2 separate regions of the Rattus norvegicus genome follow, and region 1 is linked to region 2. A link is a contact called in public Hi-C data. All regions are on one chromosome and are shown on one strand. The core of a region is the stretch at or near the end of the contact, and the rest is flanking DNA. Distances in the headings are between cores, read along the strand shown.

Region 1 (4,650 bases), core at 959-3,458, 87 kb after region 2:
CTGAACAAAGGCAGTAAAACACCTTCACTCTTAGCAGACAGTGGTTCAGATTATCTCGATTTCTTTCCAGTCCCTTCTGTATATCTGAAGGGATTAAAAGGAGACTTGAATTTTAGGATCGGGTCCCGGAGAAAGTGCCTGATTCTACATGGTTCCTAGAAGCGTCTCCATGAAGACCTACAAATGCTGGAGGTCTTTCCCAGCTTTTCCTCCCTGTTCTAAGTCACCACTGAGCCCCTGGTCAAAATGATGCAGGCCTTAGCTTTCTTCCTAGCTCACAGAACTGTGTAATTTCTTGTCACCCTGATGTGCAGATATTCAACACGGTGCCTGATGTGCCCCTCACCAACGCCCAGCTACACCTGTCCCGGAAGAAAAGCAGCGACTCCAAGCCCCCATCCTGCAGTGAGAGGCCCCTGACACTCTTCCATGCTGTGCCGTCCACAGAAAAACGTGAGTGTCTGATGCCCATGGACAGAGTGGTATGTGGAGACATCCCTGTTGCCTCTATGGATTGCTGTGGACATCATTAGCCTTACTGTGTGCTGCTGGCCTTTGTGTCCTGAAGACTCTGGCTCCTTGTGTCCTGCTTGGTTCAATTGCTGAAACAGGTGTCTGGGCAAGAACCTGATCCTGCTCTCCCTGTTGCATAGCAGGGCCTTGACTGTGGGCCTGCCTGAGGCCCTACTCCCCTAACTTGCTGTGGAATTACTACTGGGGGTCATATGTCCACAGCACGTGCCATGGGAAGCAGGGCCTTCTGCTTACTCTTACTCTTCTCTGTGTTGACACCTTAAAATTCTTAGAATTAATTACCGAATTAAAGAATTACTTCCTCTGTGATTCAAGAAGAAGAGTACAGTCATATTTCAATTTTTGTGACAAGAAACGTGTGTCCTAGCAGTTGGGAGGCAGAAGCAACAGGGGAGGATTTCTTTAAGTCTCAAGCTAGCCTCATCCACATAAAATGAACCATGCTAGCCACAGCTACACAGCACAAACCAGCCTCAAAACAAAGAAGAAGCAGTTAATCCATCACTGGAGGGAAGGTCTCACGATCTATTGGAGGTCAGCCAGTATTGGCTTTCCTACCAGCTTTACCACAGGAGAGAGCTTTTGCCTCCTTCCTCCTCAGTTTATTTGTAGGAGGAATAATAGTGCTCACCCTAGAGGGCAGACCTGAGGATTAACAAAATTAGTCATTACAGCACCTGACACAAGACAAGGCCAGTCCCAACACTCAACTGACATTTACATGATGCCTTCATGGTCTCGGGACATGAGAAAAAGGCCTGGTCTGTAAGGAGCTCAGCTTGAGTGCTTCCAACAGTGATGTTCACAGGGAAGTGTGTATCATGTCCTGTCAGAAAGCTCCAGATTGCCCCAGTGGGAAGGCTGCCCCCATGGATGAGTATGGATGACTTTTAGTAAGCCTCAGTCTCATATTCTGGCTGGTTAGGGATCGTGGTTTCCCCAAGTCTCAGCTTGTTGCAGAGATCAGGGACTGGGCCTGTTCTGTAAGCAGAGATGTATGCAGTGTAAGAATTGAGGCCTTGAGCTCTGCTGGACGGCTTAGGGCTACTATGAAAATTAACACGTGTCTGGTGTGCCAGCAGCAGGATGGGTCATCAGGGGACACTTGAATGGTGACGATGACTCCTATGACTATGAAGACTGACCTCTGTGAGCAGAGGCACAGAGAGGACAGCTACCCTCTTACCTTAGGAAGGAAAGGGCTCATATCTGCATTGTATCGTGTTGTTTTCTCTCTCAAGGTTTGTATACTTTTATATTGAAAAGTAAAGGCCTCTTTCTTACCATAATTCATAAAAACAAACGTTTTCTGCCCTTGAAACCTCATTGCACTTAAAGATGTTTTGATTTCCCATAGTAAGGCCACACCTTAGGAGTTAGCACCGTTTGGATTGTATTGAATACTTTGCTTTCATAAGTAAAGTTACTGTTATCATTCTTACATTTAAATTTGTTCCTGTCTGCTCAGGTCATTTCCTTTGTATCAGTTCCTAAGCGTAGCCCATGTTCTTGAACATCTGGTGGGGGTGTGGGTGGGGGGCAGCATTCTCTCCATAGTCTGCTGAGAACTTGGGCTCCTCTGCGTGTACTAGGGAACACTTGGAACAGGACTGACCTCATCCCCATCTGCTGAGGGAATAAGGCATCAGGCTACAGGGTAATGTGCTTCTCAGGTTTCCAGGAGTGCCCGGTCAACTGAGGTTTCCTGCTAAGCAGTATGCAGTGCAGCCGGGGACAAGGCAGGCTGTGTCGGTCATTTCCCCAGGCTTCAGGTAGTGCTGGGCTGTGGTCAGCCTAGAGTGGCAGCAGCCTTGGACCCGGTCCTGAAGCACACTTTACAGCATTGAGGGCAGGAGAGGGAGATGAGGTGAAAATCAATTAGATCTTTGACTGAGATTAGTGTTTATCTCAGGAGGCAGAAGTCAAAGTTAAGGACGTGTGAAAGTAGGCCTGTCTAAGCCATAGAACGGGCTGCTGTGTGCTGGTGTAGACAATGAAGCAATAGAGCTTCCTCCCAGTGACAGGAACTAGGGTTGCGATCTCCAGCTGCTTGGATACTAGTAGAAGGTCTAGCTTCTCTGAAAGGCATTTCAGTAGGAAACTGCGTGTGCATGTATATATTTGTATCTATGTCTGTGTGTGCATTGTTTGGCTGGCGTATGTGAATATAAAACTATGCATATTTTATAGTAAAAATAAAGCATTTGGGCACTTATTTTCTTCTGAGAAATGGAATGGTGACAGGCTGCTGTGGGAAGCTAAGCAGGGACTTCAGAGTAGACGGTGAAAGGAGGTATGGGCCAGGAGATGGGAAGTTTTGATGTAATTGTGTTTTCTAGTCACTGTCACCAAAAACTATAAAGTTTTTGTACACTTCACCCTCCTTTTTGTTCACTTTATTGACAAAGGCAGAATGCTTTGTCAAAGCAACCTGTGGAGCAAAAGCACAGGTAAGGAGTATACAGGCCATCCGTGAGAGCAGTTTGTATATTTCCTTAGAATCACATCCTTCAAATTATCTCGTCACAAACCTAGCTCAGTTCCTCCCAAATTTCAATCATTTATACCAATCTCCTCTTACTGTTTGGGCCACACCCAGAGTATTAGTGCGTACTGCTTGTTTAACACATTTTAAATTGATCTTAAAGCAACTCACTTATTTGCACAGCCTCAACTCTGGTTTTTGACCTGCCTGAAAACATGAATTTTGATGTACATATTACATTTTCCTGTACTATATGGTAAGACAAGTTCCTAGCTACTAAGTTAAAAGTATTCCTCTTCATTCCATCTCAGAATTACTTGTGGACCACCTGCAGAAAATGTCAAGTTCACAGACCTGGCTCCCTCTCAATTTTGACCCACTCTAGGCTTCCCTCTTAATTTGTGCACGTGGCTAGAGTTGAGCTCAGATGTTGACAGTGGACACTCACTGTTCGTCTGACATATGTTTGTTGTGACCCCTGTCTGTCACAGAGCCTGTACTGTTTGAAGGCTCACGCTAGGTGAACATAAACATACAGTATGTGCACATGCATGCATACCTCACCTTTGTTAAACACTGGGCAAGTCCTGCATAGGGAAGCTCATCTCCTCCTCTGTCTGTCTGTCTCTCTGATCTCTTTAGAGCTCTGTTACACTCCCATTTCTCCTTCATAGTACCTGCAGTTTGATAACAGTTGGGCAGCCCTTCTGCTGTCTGCAGGTGAGGTACTTGGTAGGAAGATTCAGAAACCATCCTCTGAGGTTCCAGTTATTTTCAGTAGATCATCACCTCTCTTTCAGGGTCTTGGTCCACAGACATTGAGATCCAGTTTCTCTCTCTTAGGGGTAAATCCGTACCAGTGCCTGTGGCCTTATGTCATCATCATTGGCCTCCTTTTGAAAGTCACATTGAGAGTTCATAGGTCTGGCCCTGTCTTTCCGTCTTCACCTCTGACTCATGGAAGTGTCCTGAGCACTAGATGGAGCTCATAGACATGCAGCTCATTTTCCAGGAGGAGTTTTTCCTTCAGCGTGGGTGGACTCGTCATACTCCCAGCCACCCATACGTGACTTAGGGCACCCATTTTTTGAATGAGTGAAGTCTTCTTCAGCTTGAATTTTATCCTCACATAAAGCTGCACTGATGAGGACAGTGACCTCTGCAGGCTGAGGAGCCAGGAAGTTTCTACTGCCCTGATGTAGGTGGAGAATTGGGTCAGTCTGAAGGCTTAGGCAGTACATGGTAGAAGTGGGGTAGGGCTGACATGGGAATAGACTCTGATATGAAAGCTCTGCAAAAGAACAAAGGGGCTGGTAAGATTGAGAAGCCATTGTACCTGCACATGCAAGCCATCAGAAAACCACTGGATGTTGTAGTGAGAAGGAGAGGTTCTAGCTAGCAGTGTTGTCTGTTGTTAGTCAAGCAGTATTTTCTGAAAGGGGGAATGTTGAGAAAGATACTGAAGGAATTGAGGGTTCCAATCTGGGAAAAGGCAATGGCCCTATTTTCCAGCTGGAGGGAAATAAAATGTATATTCAATGATGCACCCAGGGTCACCCAGTAAAAAGAAATCAAAGTAAGAAATGTGTACCCAGTCACTGTTCCTCAAAGTTACACTATTAATCACTCAT
Region 2 (4,161 bases), core at 750-3,249:
TATGAAGTTGCAGGGGAATATTGAGGAAATATAGCAAAGTGTTCTAAACACTTATTTGGTGTGGTATGAAAGGGAGGCAGGAGCACAATAAATGTGATGGTTTTGTAAATGCTGTCATTTACCAGAGACCTTGCTCCTCAGGGGAGGGCAGACAGAAAACACTCTGAGTGTGTGGAAGTGTCGAGTGGCTCTGTCGGACTACCGTGAAAGAAGCCACAGTGCTATGGGGGTGAGTGGAGCAGTGCTGGCCGGGAAAGCTTTATTCGCAGAGCAGGCAATGGTGACTTACCCATGGAGTGTGGTTGGTTACCTCTTCACTTAACACATAGTGAACTTTTGAAAACGAGTCTATTTAGAATGGCATGGGGTTTCGGCGGGGGAGTGGTAAATGACGTGTGGATGGCCGTCCCTTACAGAAGTGGAGTTCTGCGCTTTTAGGTTCTAACTGAGCAAATGGAGTTCAAGAGACGTAGTCGAGAAGCAGGAACGCCAGTGGCTAAGGTCCTCGGCTCCTGCTGCTCTTGACGTGTGTTGGTTCTTTGCTCTGTTTCTTTATGAAGCCATATGCAGCCAGACATGGGAGACTAGAAGGAATTCTGTCAGCAATTTTTAGCATCTAACCTGGTGGTCCTCAACTTGTGGGTCACGACCCCCTTGGGGGTCAAATGACCATTTTACAGGGGTTGCCTACGACCATTGAAAACACAGATATTTACATTGTGATTCATAACAGTTGCAAAATTACAGTTATGGAAGAGCAATACAAAACATTATGGTTGGGGTTCACCATAACGTGAGGAACTGTACTAAAGGGTCACAGCATAGGGGAGTTTGAGAACTACCACTCTAATCTGTCAGATATTTTTGGCCACTATGTGGACACAACACATTAATCTCCATATTAGAACCATTATAATCAATCATTCCTCAAATACCTGTGCTCAGTGCTGCATGAGCCAGGGTCACATGCTTTGATGGCTCTAAAGTCTCACGGTTGGGTCTTTACCATGGTACCCTGCATCCCACAAAGATTCCAGAGCAAGCAGAGCTACTCCCTGTTGTCTCTGTTGTTTACATTCTCATTCTTGAGGCTGTCACTCCAATCAGAGTGCTCAGCGGTGCTTTATTAAGGCTGGTATTGATTTATGAGGCAAGACTGAAGACCAGGAGAGGAGACGGGATACATTACCATTGCTCTGTGCTTGCCTACTTTTGTCTCTTTGATTCTCAATTCTCTTCATCTCTGTGCCTTAGCTTCCCTTGATCTGCCAGGCAGAAGAGTGATTCATCCTTGAAGATCACTGCAGAAGCCTCAGTGGGTTAGCATGGCCAGTATTTTTAAGAGGGTTCTAAAGCAGTCAGCCTTCATTATCAAAGGTCCCCATTCTCATGAAAACAGTAAAGGGCAGGAAAAGGGGATTCCCTCTCGCCCTTGCTTCCCCTCACCTTTGGCCCTTTGCTGTTAGAACACCCACAGTAGAGAGGCAGGAAGAGGCAGCCATTGGTAACAAGGATCCCTTTGGGATCAGAGCCATCCAAAAGCTGCCAGGTCTCCCCTGTTGGGTAGCTTATAAATAGAACATTTCCCCCTTTAAACCTGAGAAGAGTGGAAGCATTAATGGGCACAGTGCCTGGCCTCCTGTGCGCAGGTCCACGAGGCCGTCAGCTGAGTGTACCCTCTCTCCAGCTTTCCATCCAGCATGCCAGGGATGGCCCACGGCAGATGCTTCTCCATGCTCCCTGCTCCCCTGTGCCCTCTGGGCCTTTCTTCACCCTGCTGACCCAGGCCGGTTTCTGTGGCAATCCCTTTTGTCTTCTGAAGCTCAGTTAGAGTCAGACAAGAGGCAGCGCAGGCACTGGCTTTTTGCACTTTGCCTTTTGCTAGGAATCCTGCCTGCAACATGGTTGCTGTGGCTGCGCCGAGCTAGAATTATAGTTAGTGAAGCAGTGAGGTCTCAATTCTGGTGTGCCTTAGCTACAGGCAGAGTCTGGAGAGAGGGGGAGATAGCCTCAGATGCTTCCAGTTCCCAGCTGTTGTGTGTGCTGAGACCATTGTCCAAGGGCCAGTATTGGCAATGGGGTCCCTTGAGCTTGCCCGGGCAGTCAGAAGCCTTTTTGCTTATCCTGGGAGACATTTCAGAAATCCATTCTGAGCTTTAGACTGCATGTAATTTTGCCATGACCTAATGTTTGCCTTTCCCTCGTGATGTGGGCTCTGTGCTGACAGACTGGTAAGAACTACCTCCTGACAGCACACCTTGGGCTTCAAGGCAGTATATACTGTACTGGGCTCTGGGTACTTCTCTAACCCCTTAGTTAAGTGGCAGCTGAGACAGAGGTTGAAAGATTGTCCAGGCTTTTAATTATTATACCTAATGTCTATTGAGTTCATACTGCACATAGTACAGTGTGCTAAGTGTTTGACACATACTATGTCACTTGATAAGAACATATAAGGGAGCTGGTATTATTGATCTCATTACAGATGTCTGAGGCTTCTATCTAGGTGCATATTCAAGGTCACTCAAGTAATTTCTTCAAGTATGGTCACTCAGTAAACTGAACAAAGATTTCAGATTGTACTTCTTACCGTGTGTGTGTGTGTGTGTGTGTGTGTGTGTGTGTTTGTTTGTGTTGTGGTATAGTGTAGGGTATATGTGTGTGGGAGTGTGTGTGTGGGGGTGTGGTGTGTGGTGTGTGTGTGTGGTGTGTATGTGTGATGTGTGTATGTGTGATGTGTGTGTTGTGTGTGTGTTGTATGGTATGGTATGGGGTGTGTGTGTGGGTGTGATATGGTGTGTGTGTGGTGGTGTGGTATGGTGTGGTGTGTATGTGTGTATGTGTGGTATGGTGTGGTATGATGTGGGTTGTGTGTGTGTGTTTGTGTTGTGGTATAGTGTAGGGTATATGTGTGTGGGAGTGTGTGTGTGGGGTGTGGTGTGTGGTGTGTGTGTGGTGTGTGTGTGGTGTGTATGTGTGATGTGTGTGATGTGTGTGTTGTGTGTGTGTGTGTGTAAGGGCTAGCAGAGACTGTGGGGTAGGATAGGATATTTAAGTCTGAAGTACTGCATAGATTATAATGCAGTGCTATTGCTGTAATGATGTCTGACCTTGGGAAACTCCAGGCCTGTTATTTGTATGAGGAACTGGCTTTAGTACATACATCTTGACTTTCCAGGTGAATTAAATAAAATTGGGAGAGAAATCCTTTGCTAGTGGTCGCTAGTGGTAGACACTGTCATTAACCATCACTGTTTGCTGTTCCTATTATCTGTGGCATCCTTATTATCCTAAGATTATTGGCCACCTCTCAAGTCCCTTACTGTCTTCCCAGGCATTGCCTCATTGGGTTTTCCTAAATCTTCATCTTAAACATGAGAAAGGTAGATAGATGAAGTCTGTCCATCGCAGTGGGTTTGGGGTCTGAATGCCATCTCTTTCTTCACCTTTGCTTTCTCAGAATTTATTGTGACAAAAAAAAGGGCAAATTTCCTGGGGCGTTTGGAGGTAGCAGGTAGGTTTGAAAATGAAAGGAAGGAGAAAGGGTCTTGATAGTCAGGCTGAGGCATTTGGCTCTGAAAGTTTGAAATACTTCTGTCTTCATGGATTTTTTTATTGGGTCAGAAGTCAGTGCAAAGCACCTTAGTAAAAGGATTTGAGGCCAGTGGACTAAGGTATTCTCAGGATGCCTGATCTGCTGGCAGGAGATAATGGCGCTGATGATGCTGGAGCTTTGACTGAGAGCTTGTTCTTCCAGCATCCCTGTCCTGAGAAACACCCTTTCCCATGACTGATGTGCAGCCCTTAGCTGTGTTCTACAGCAGCTGACATGGTCCACATGGGCCTCCTGACTCCCGTTGAGATGGGCCTCTTTTTACAGCTATCCTAGGGCCTCCTTGATTTAGGTAGAGCTGAGAGATTTATTACAGGCAAGCAGTGATTCTCTTTTCCTTCTATTTATGTTCCTTTCATTACTGTGTCTCTCTTCCAGCTCAGTTTTTCTGTTTGTCCCTAGAATCTGTGGAAAGCAGGGTAATGGCTATGTTTGTCAGATAGGGGAGGGGAGTTTGGATTGTCAGGTGCTGCCTAGAGGCCTGGCCTTGATGGCGGACACCCTGTGCAGGTGTACCTGACAGTTTCACGTGCACAGGTTCTGTTGTG

The links. A called contact is a pair of places that touch in the nucleus more often than the background predicts.
Region 1: a Hi-C map of psoas muscle shows a contact between it and region 2, with 3 times the contacts expected there. The contact joins two enhancer-like sites. A contact is called at or near these places in 2 of 12 Hi-C or Micro-C datasets (the Rat2 cell line and psoas muscle).

What each region holds. Positions count from the first base shown.
Region 1 is chr18:31,399,938-31,404,587 of GRCr8, forward strand. It overlaps Arhgap26 (Rho GTPase activating protein 26), which reads left to right. Exons shown (of 23, transcript NM_001395140.1): 19 at 315-453. Among named protein-coding and RNA genes, the nearest start is that of Nr3c1, 210 kb to the right of the region's middle. Within about 2 kb of position 2,209, at least 5 of the 93 cell types and tissues checked have an H3K27ac peak or open chromatin away from gene starts, as enhancers often do.
Region 2 is chr18:31,312,987-31,317,147 of GRCr8, forward strand. All of the region lies in intron 12 of Arhgap26 (Rho GTPase activating protein 26), which reads left to right. LOC134482937 (a long non-coding RNA gene) reads right to left here. Exons shown (of 2, transcript XR_010059688.1): 1 at 1-4,161. Among named protein-coding and RNA genes, the nearest start is that of Arhgap26, 230 kb to the left of the region's middle. Within about 2 kb of position 2,000, at least 27 of the 93 cell types and tissues checked have an H3K27ac peak or open chromatin away from gene starts, as enhancers often do.